Regions from separate parts of the Cyprinus carpio genome. Here region 1 is linked to region 2. Evidence: chromatin contacts called from public Hi-C data. All regions are on one chromosome and are shown on one strand. Each heading gives the region's core, a stretch centred on a gene start, on an enhancer-like site or on the middle of the called end of the contact. The rest is flanking DNA. Distances are from core to core; before and after follow the strand shown.

Evidence for each region. Hi-C and Micro-C count contacts between places; a contact is called where the count stands out from the background.
Region 1: a Hi-C map of skeletal muscle shows a contact between it and region 2, with 4 times the contacts expected there. The contact joins the enhancer-like site here to the promoter of nfe2l1a in region 2. A contact is called at or near these places in 7 of 8 Hi-C or Micro-C datasets (liver, red blood cells and skeletal muscle).

What each region holds. Positions count from the first base shown.
Region 1 is chrB3:30,174,825-30,180,389 of ASM1834038v1, reverse strand. No RefSeq gene overlaps it. Among protein-coding and RNA genes, the nearest start is that of LOC122136581, 17 kb to the right of the region's middle. Within about 2 kb of position 4,064, at least 3 of the 8 cell types and tissues checked have an H3K27ac peak or open chromatin away from gene starts, as enhancers often do. A contact at or near this core is called in skeletal muscle, where this site is marked.
Region 2 is chrB3:30,130,240-30,135,319 of ASM1834038v1, reverse strand. It overlaps nfe2l1a (endoplasmic reticulum membrane sensor NFE2L1a), which reads right to left and starts at 2,882. Exons shown (of 6, transcript XM_042720715.1): 1 at 2,517-2,882; 2 at 857-1,535. The coding sequence starts at 1,378. LOC109063182 (coatomer subunit zeta-1-like) reads left to right here and starts at 3,763. Exons shown (of 10, transcript XM_042720713.1): 1 at 3,763-3,880. The coding sequence starts at 3,821.

The DNA.
Region 1 (5,565 bases), core at 2,815-5,314, 44 kb before region 2:
ATGACTAACCGTTCGTCATTTAATTGTAAGGGGAGCTGCATGCCCATCTAAAAAGTGTATATTTAAAGGATTGTACGATTGCTGTGCCATGGAGTTGGAGGTGAAACATTCACACTAGCGCTTCTGTGCATCACACGGAGGTCAGCAGTAATAATTTGGGGCAAGCCATTACACCTTATGAACGTTACCCAACGCATGATGCTGACTACCGAGTGACCTATGATGACAGACAGACCAAACTCCCAGTGTTTACAACCTCGCTGAATCAACTGGAGCTCTTCTGAACACACTCTGATGACTGCCAAATGACCCCAGCTTTCAGGTCATGGCGAGGGCAGATATATATTAGAATAGTGGAAACTATTTGCTACTGCTGCTTTGGGAAAACACCCTGTAATTGACCGGCAGACGACCTCCATGTTGACCGTAATGAGAGGTTCATTTTAGTTTAGCTACTTGCAAGCAAACAGAACACTTCTAATAGAAACAATAGTTACTTTCTTTATGAAAGCAGCTTTTTCACGCATCACTTAAATTTGAATTTGCAAGTCAACAAAAACAATCTCAAATCTGATTAGAAATATGAGACAACTAGTATAATCTCACGAGCTGAAACACAAGACCTGCTCTTTGATGAAACCATCTCCGTGGCTTCAGGGTCTTGAACACACCACTGATGTTGACCAAAATCTGACCTGATGTTGACCGAGAGATGAACCGAGGCCGCAGACTGACCCTCTGTCGTCGTGGCCGCCAGCTGACCCCTGGAAAGGTCGCAGAGATCACGGCCTGTGGTCAGATCAACGCTGGACACAAAGAGTCAGTGAGAAGAACCAGAAAAGAAACATAGGGAGCGAATAAGAGAGTGAAAGAGAAAAGGAAGACGTGGGGCCAGAGGTCACTATCTAAGCTCTTCCTTGCGCCATTTCATCATCCTCTGTCCCTCCTTTTTCTCTTCTGCGCCCTCATTTTGAGTGACCTCTGACTTCGACGTGTGTTTCGGGGAACGCTTGGCTTGACCTGACCATGAACGCATCCCAAAAACTGCTACTAACACTATTCATAAGAACTGTTTTTATATTCACTGTAAATTGCTGCAAGTTCAGTTTAATTAAGAAGGTTTGGAAACAGAGTGCTTTCTTTTGGCAAAGCAAACATAAAGACATAATTGAAGTTATGCAAGTAATCAGCTAACAGTAAAAAAGCTAACTCTGAGTAAATTAAATAATAAATATCAAGATAGTGTAATGCCCATTTCAGTTAAATGTTTATGGATATTTCATGGTAAGATTACTGCATTAATTCAGATTATTTAGCATTGTTATATTTTGTACTGCAGACAAATACCTAAATACTATTATTCTCAAAATGGATTTTAAGTTTTAAGATATGAAGACTAAGGAAATCAATTTTTTAAATCAGCAACATCAATATTCCAATATAATGAAAAGTTATTTTTAGACTTGTTCTTTTTAATTACAGATAAAAAAAACACTGCTTTGAGTAAATCTGTGAATAGTGAACACAGCAAATAAACAGTATTTTTCTATTGTTTTTCAGAAAGCATATATATAATTACCTCAAAAAGATATTTAGGATATTCGTATAGAATTTCTGTGATTCTAAAATATATATAATAAAATAAAACAATTCGAGCTATATTCTCTGAAAACCTTAAATCTCTAGAAAATCTGCTTGAAGTAAATGTATGTATGCCAAACACTTTAATAATCTGAACAATTTCTTTAGGGTATATTATTATTATTATTATTATTAGCATTAGCATTAGTATTTTCCAGTACAACTATCTAAATATCCTAAAAACACAAATACTCAGTATATTTTAAGTAAATTTATCCTGTTTTAAAGACGTTTTCCACTAAAACTGATAAAGAAAATACTGACTAAAAGAGATGAATGGCTGTAATCAGTTTCATTGTTGGCTAAATCAATTCACTTGATTATTTTATTTTTTTATTATTATTATATTTTTTCTCTCATTACCAAACCTGAGCAGGTTGCAGTCACTGATAACTGTAAAAGCGAACTATATCAACAAGAACTGTAAAATATAAACTCATACATTAGCAGCGGTGGGCATTTTGATCTCCGTCAGAAGCCGTCATGAGTGATTTTCACTGTCTACATGCTCCTCTGAACTAGACTATCGAATCATAAACAGATCTAAAGGAAGACAGAGGGATCTAACCTCTGATACTCTGCGTGATTCAGCGTCCTGTCACTGCAAAGCACATCAACACAGTGTCAAAACAGCTGCATCTAAAATAAGTAAAAAAAAAACCTATAGAACATTACAGATGAAAAATATGCAAGAATACAAACACAAAAGCAGGTATTCGAGATGGAAGACGGGAGCAGGGAAGTGGAACGCTGACCTCTGACCCCTGAATCGCAGCAAGAAAGCGATAGATAAAGAAGTTGTGTTTGATGTGTTCGCGCAGTACAGTGCCAGCTTTGGCTTTCTGCAGAAGAAAGAATGTTAAAGACTTCAGCACACATGGGCTACGGATATATTACACCTCGGCTCACAGCGGGAGAACGGGAGGAAGAGCGAGACGGACAGAGCGAGAGGTGAGGGGGCAGAAATAAAGCAAAAGAAAAGAAGATATTGTCAAGAGGACGAGATGGAGAAGAGAAAAGAGTGGAACGTTATGAGGAGGATGGTTTAAATTGAGATGAAAGGCTCTGCGGAACAGAAGAACGCTGCTTCCCTCTGTGCCGCACTTATCACGGCCCTTCCACACGCAGGTCTCTCAGGTCACGGATCTGTTACAGTGTCTGGGAACACTTCTGCTTTCTTCACAGGAGGTGACAGTTTGGAATCCCAGATAGGGCGCCCTCTGCTGGGCACACATTTCCTTTCATCTACAGGTACAATAACATATCTTGTTGAAAAAAATATGAGAGCATTAATGAATAAAGGTACGATTTTATATATATTACAAAAAAACAAACAAACACTTAATTCACAAGTAAATAAACAAGAATGTTTAAATACAAAGGCATACTTGTTCTATATGCAATAAATTTTATATTTATGTCATAAATTCAAGGCAAGAAAGATTTAGCGAAATTTACACTTTGCTAATATTCTGCAAATATATCGATGACCTTTAATATTAAAAATCAAGATTTTAGGTTTTAATCTACAGGGTTTTGTGATAAATAAGAATGTCTTGGATGATAAAGTTAAGTACCAAAATGCTATCCTTGTGCCTAGGTGTTTTTTTCTTGTTGTTGTTGTTGTTTTGTTTTTTTAATCATGAATAAAGGCATTTTACTCCATCTAATTAAAGCCTTTTCATAAAAAGGTCAAAATATGTGATTTTTCCTTTTCGACTTAATTAGCCTACTTATTTATAAAAATTAAAATCACAAACTTGAAGATTTGTCTAATATATTTGACAACATTAAGAATATTACAAGAATTGGAAAATATTCCTGTTATTGAGATTTAATTTAAATGATTTAAATGAGAATTTAATATATTCATTGAAGAAGAAAAAAACGTTTGTCTGAATTATAGATGTGTACAAAAATACTTTTAGATGTCATTTAGATTTCAAATGTATTTTTGAAAAACATATGACTGAACGGGCATTAGTATTTTATTACATAAGCACAAGTGTATATTTTAGATTTTACAAAAATTTGAATCATCTTTTTGCTTTCACTAGTTAATTAAACAAATCATGCGGTGACAAGTGTTTAGAAATACTGTAGGCCTACACAATTCCCAAACATTTTAAGTTCATTAAAAACAGTATATTCAATAACTGCAAATAATTTAGAAAAATGTTATGTTAAATATCACATATATGTGTTAAAAAAAAAAAAAAAAAAAAAAAAAAAAAACTCCAAATTCCCAGCACTTCTTTATACTGCGTTCACTCCTCTTTAACAAAGCCATAAAACGCTACATTTGACTAAAAGGCCAGAGTTACTCTCAGGCGCCATCTGGCGGCGAGAGAGGTACTGCAGCTGCCACTCTCCGCCTCAGCGGTAAATAAAGCTGGCCGCGGTGGACAGGCAGGAGGGGTTTTCTATTTCACGCTATGAACGGCTGTATGGACACATCTGACAAGCAGATGCTCTAGGCGGGATTACATTCCTCTGCCTCGATGATGGTGTATCGATTTTTATTTCCCCAACAGACAGTGCAGATAACTCAACGTTAGCCGACTCTGCATCAGGGAATAATCCATTCCAAGAGTTTGTGGAAATCAGAAGCATGTACCGCTAAAATATTTCATTTTTTTCCCTGTCCACTATTTGAAATCATCTCATTACAATAAAGTGCCATATAATGTACAAAGACGCCACGTTTACAAGAAAGCATCTTATTTCGAGAGAAACCTGACGCTAAGTGTATAAATATCATCAAATTCATTGTTTAATGTTGTCCATGTAGCATAACTTGAACCTCACGTGCGTCGTCAAACCATGGTTTGTGTGTTTTTGCGTTACCTCGTGTTTCTTCGAAGCTGAGAGGGCACATGTACTTTCACGGTTGTGTTCAGTAAATGAGCTGTTTGGTTTTCTACCGGTAGATGGCAAAATAACACAACTTTTCACCAGTTTGACGACATTATTCCCGACACAAGGGGGCAAGAGAGAAAGAAAAGTAGCCAAACAGTGGTTCTCAGCATTTTTGACTCCCCGTTGTCCACAAAAACAGTTTACTGGACTGAAGCAACTTAGCTTTACTTGATTATCCAGACATAGGCCTAATATTTGAGTAGAATCACACAAAAAAATAATCAAATATGATACACTCGTCTTTTATAATTGTCATTATTGTAGCATCACATTACATATACATAAACTACACAACTAGTAACATTTAAATGTCATTTTGATCATACGGATTTACATTACAAGCTCAGAATTTTAGCTTACTTTTTTTGGTCATATAAATAACAACATCCACACCAAATTACATATTTTAGATTCCTGATGTATCAAATATGTTTATATATATATATATATATATATATATATATATATATGTTTTTATATATATATATATATATATATATATATATATAGTTTAATAAACTATTGCAGACTTTCTGACTTTCTTATTGTGCTCAGAGCTAAAATAAAACAAAAAGGAGAACGTTCCTTTGCCGTTGTGGGCACTAAACTCTGGAACAGTCTTCCAGCCCATATTACATTACAGATCTTTACTTTTAAAACACATTTTCCATTGCTTTTAATGTCCCCTGATGTTTAAATTGCACTTGATTTCTGTTGGTTTCTATTTTTTTTTTTTTTTTTTTTTGATATATATATATATATATATATATATATATATATATATATAAATATATATATATATATATATATATATATATAGTCTGTGATTTTATCTTTTTACCTCTTTATTCTTTTAGTTGATGCTGTAAAGCACACTGGTCAGCTGTCACTGTTTTAATTGTGCTATATAAATAAAATACATTTTAACTTGAACTTGATACTTACTGATTTTTATATCAGGCTGATTTCCTATCTCCACGTGAGCCAGGCTGTGGTTTTGTCATC
Region 2 (5,080 bases), core at 1,633-4,132:
CACCCATTCACTGCAGAGGATCCATTGGTGGGCAAGTGATGCAATGCTCAATTTCCCCAAATCATTTCTGATGAAGAAACAAACCCATCCACAACTTGGATGGCCTGAGTACATTTTCACCATATTTTCAATTTTGGGTGAACTATACACTTTGTCACTCGAGTGTTTTATATGTTCCTGATTTTTATTTGGAGTGTTTCTACTTATTCTTGAGTCCGAAAATCATTAGTTCCAGTTGTGTTTAAAATATAGAAACTTGTTTAACATGCTAGTATACAGGCCAGCGATCACGTCTTACCCCCATTACCCAGAATACTCTGGGTCTCATGAACCTCTCATGGTCATTAGAACAGAAAACAACATGCAACACTTAAGTAATGCATGGAGAGGAACTCCAGCCAAGCTGAAGTATCAGATGCTTGAAGTTGCTTAACACATGTGTTTGTCCTTCTAAATAACAAACCATTTGCATATCTGGACCAGATATGTCTGGTATACAGCCAGTTCTGTCTGAGCGTGTGTTTACAGAATTACAATTAGTGAAATGAGTTTGTTTGAATTGGTTAAGCTACTCATGTATTAACAACATTTGAATGAATGCATATCATGATGTATAGTGTATACATACTATAGTCTTCTTTAAAGTAGTTTTTTATTTTATTCTTGTTTTAGCTTTTTAGAAGCTTTAAAAAGCAAAAACTACAATGACAGTCAAATATCCTCGCATTGAGGGTGTTGCTAGCACCAACTTTCCTTCCTCAAATATTTACTTGAACTATTATGTAACAAACCAGAAAGCAGGTAATTGACAGAAATAGGAAACCTTTTTGAAGTTTTGACTGGCTTCACCGCTTACCTCTTTAATGGGTTCATCGTCGTCTGGATGGTCAAGGCTTCTTGGCATGTGACCCAAAGCTCCAAGGGTTTGATCCTCAGCCATGTCATAACCCACTTCTCCTCCACTTCCTAACCTCATGCTCAGCTCTGAGGGCTCCTCCACATCTTCAAGTCCTCCACCTTCCTCAAGGAGACCCACTTGAGCTGGAATGGAGACTCCATTGTCAGGCTCCCTGTGGACCAACCAGGCTTCAAGCTCCGCCGCTGGCACCTGCAGGCGGTCTAGGGAGCGAACCCAATTCAGAAGCCTGCGAGCTGTGAAGAACCCATCCAGATCTGCACTTTTAGGGTGCAGGTTATATCCATCCAGGATGTTTCCAAGATTATGGAATTGAGTCCGAGTTAGAGCTGAATTTGGGCCCAGAATGATTTCGCTAAAAGGGGGCAGGTAGGGATCCACGTCCACACGCATCCCAGCCAGACTGAGAAGAATATCTACTTGGATCAGGCCCTCTGTGAGGTACTTCTTTAGGTCCGGCATGGCCCAAACCAGTGCCAAGAGCAAAGAATGAGCCAAGTCAGTCTCAAATAGAGTATGAGCGTGTTTGTGTCGGTGTTTCCAGCTTTAGAATTTCAAAACTTTCTCCATGAAGAAAACTTTAGTTTTTTATTTTTTAGTAAATATTTCACACAAAATCCTGAAACAGAAGAGAAGAATGATATAAGAATGTAAGTTTCACACATTCTCAGTTAATGTGGCCTAGCATATAATGCTTTTATTTAAAGAGAGAGAGAGAGAGAGAGAGAGAGAGAGAGAGAGAGTGATAAAACACTTAGAATGTTTGTAAATGGAAATCATATTTTAGTTATAAAGGCTAATGAGAAGTACAATTGTTTACTGTACACTATAATATTTTCCGAAGTAAATAAAACAAATATTACTGTATTATGTTTTGCAAGAAAATAATATTCAAGTCTACTTCAAAATTGCATGTTTAATTCGGTGATAGGCTACTTGCTGCTTTTTGTAATTAACAGTAGTTAACTAACAATTTTCTAAGTTAAAATTCGTTCTACACCAGGTTTCTTAAGTTTAAAAGCGCGAAACATCATTGCATAATAATTATACTAAGTATTAAACGCATTATCGAGTTGCTGGTTTCTGATTGGTCAATACAGCGTTCCAGCTGTCAAAATTTCAAACATAGCCTAAATGCACAATTGTACGGTGGACACGCGAATCTTCTAGAACGTTCTGTTATCTTGAACACAACACTCAAGATCATAAACCGCAATCATCAACGCGTGACACTCCCGCTGACCCACTTTCTTTCCAAGTCACCCCAAAGCGTAACCAAAAAGTTTCTCATGAAATAAACACTAGTGTGTCAGGACGGCTAGAGTTGGGGTTTCTTAAGAAAAAAATGTAATGTTACCCCAAACGCGCACACGCACACACACACCCCTCACTCACACACACACCCCTCACACACACATTTACAGTTAACGTTACACTGATAAACTACAACTTAGGTTGCCTTGAACATTTTTAAGGGATAAATCTTTTCAACTGAACAGGATATAGAGAGCTATTAGATTCATAACAGCTCGAATATGCTATCTGTGTTCACAGTATCTGATGTTTATATTTATAAATGCTGTGGATGATGAAACATTACCTGGTTTGCGGATGAGAGGTCTCGCAGTCACTGGACAGACGATCTGATGCTGAATCACAGCTTCACATGCTCTGTAACAGCGCGCGAGTGTATTTATACTGCAGAAGAGAGCGGTGGAAAGTGTTGGTCTCCTCCCCGCAGGACGTCACGTCATGAGACTTTCGGCTGGAGTCAGTGTTTGGAAGAGATTGCAGATTTTCCCAATAACACATCAGATGTGTTTTCTAGAGCTTTCGTGTTTATCTTCGGCCACGGAATAACTGACAAGAATAAAATGATACCTACTCCGAACTATTTTGTTATCTACAGAGTGCATATAGGCTACAGATAGCTACTGGACGATGGCAAATTATGCAATGTGCGGTGATATTTAAAGGGACAGTTGACCCAAAAATACTTGTTCCAATCCTGTATAAGTTTATTTCTTCTGTTGAAAGCAAGAGAATATATTTTGAAGAATGTTAGTAAGCAAAATGTTAAAGGGATAGTTCACCTAGAAATTAAAATTTTGTTATTGCATGCATGTTGTTCCAAACCCATAAGACCCGCAAAACTTGTGATCCGAAGATGAACGAAGAACTTACGGGTTTGGAAAGATATGAGCGTGAGTAATTACAGAATTGTCATTTTGGGTGAACTATCCCTTTAATGGTAGCCATTCACAGTTTTGTCATACTGTGGAAGTCATTGGCTACCGTTAACTGTTTAGTTATCATCATTCTTCAAAAGAAACTCGTGCAGGTTTGGAAGAACTTAAGGGTGAGTAAATTATTTTATTTATTTATTTATTTTTGTAATTTTGGGTTAACAATTTAATTAAGGAGACAGGAGGAAATTATTTTCAGATTATTATTATTATTATTATTATTATTATTATTATTATTATTATTATGTGACATTTTAATGAGTGTATTTACAGTAAGTTGTGTTAAGCAAGCTTCGCCCCTGATCCCTGAACCTTTTCAGCTTTGCTGCCCCCTGTCGCGCTGGTAAGAAGTGACGTTACATAATTCAGTTGCTTACAGCAGCCGTTCATTATCTATTCATTGCATATCATTGCGTAATGAAACTTACTTGTGAAACGAGTTACTCATTAGAGCAAACAATATGACGCCCAAAATTGAATTCTCAAGACGAGCAGCAGAGCGTAAGCGAGCATGCGATGGAAGCCGCCATTGTGGCTCCTGTACAGCAGCGCTGCTGACGCAGAACGCTATGGTGGGTTTGAGCCAACATGGCGGCTCGAGGGCTGTAGTTGCAGACACGCCCCCTGTGAGTCAGAGGGCTTTAGGAGCGCTACTGTAATGACAGCTCAAAGCTGTCCACGTCAACACTGTGCTACCACCATGGACTCCGCGGCTCTGGTAGGATATGTGTGCCATTTAATCGCTGTTTTTAATTCCTTTACTCATTGTAAACGTTGAAATAGTAGATCGACTGGCTGTGGTAGCTTGTACGCAGTTTTTGTGTTTGACTCAATAGAAAAATATGTTCGACAGCAGCTGTTTACTCTTTATTCTAAGCCTTCGCCTGCTAAGTTGGAACAATATTTTATGAAACTAAACAGTTATGAACTACTGGAAATATGTCGTGTCTGTTATTATCAACGAAATTGTTGTTGCCAGAAACCGATCCGGTTTCTCTTTGCGAGCGAATGAAAATGTATGGGAGCAAGCCATAACATTATTATTAATATTATTTTCGATTATAAACGGATCATATATTGTAGTGCCTTTGTGATGTGATCTCGCTTCTCGTGCACTACGGGTTTGTTTATAATCATTTTCCACTTGTGGTCAGTGTGTTCTGAAAGTTTTTTTCCGTCTGCTCGTGGGAGATATGGGTTTTCCGAGTGGGACGTGGATGCCACGTCCTCGACGCGTCTCTGCAGGAGCGGAGCGCGTGATGGATTCCACAGGTGGACACTTGGAGGAGATCAGGGATATTGCTTGCCATGGATGTTTTAATACTCTTATGAGTTGCCCTATATGGACAACATCAGTACATACTGCAAATAATTAATACTGTAGCTGTAGAAAAATAGCGGCACCTCTGTTTGGCGGCGTTAGACTGTGAAATAAGTGCTTTTTATAGCTTTTGTTTTATGATTTCTTTAAGATTTTAAACACTATTTAAGACGAGGAATGACTTTCTATATTCACATATATATACACATATATACATTATGCTTTTTAAAATTTAATACACTGTATTGTGTCATCTCAAGTACTGAAAAGACTATATTGGAATCTATTTTTTTAATTTGTATTTAAAAAGGTGATGCTAACAGTGTAGTAAGTTTTACAGAAAATCCATGCATTACTATCCTTGTGAAAAATACAAGGCTTTGCACTGTTTACACATAATCTTAAGGCACACAAAAGGAACCCTTTCATGGAAGTTACCTTGGATGAAGATATGCTGCATATTTTATTGTTACGTATAACAGTTTATATGAGTGAAAGGTTCATTGGTAACACTTTCAATAGATGGATTTGCAGTGCAAAGTGTTACCGTGAAATAGATAACAGAGTTTTGTTACTGGGCCCCGAAGGTCCACATCG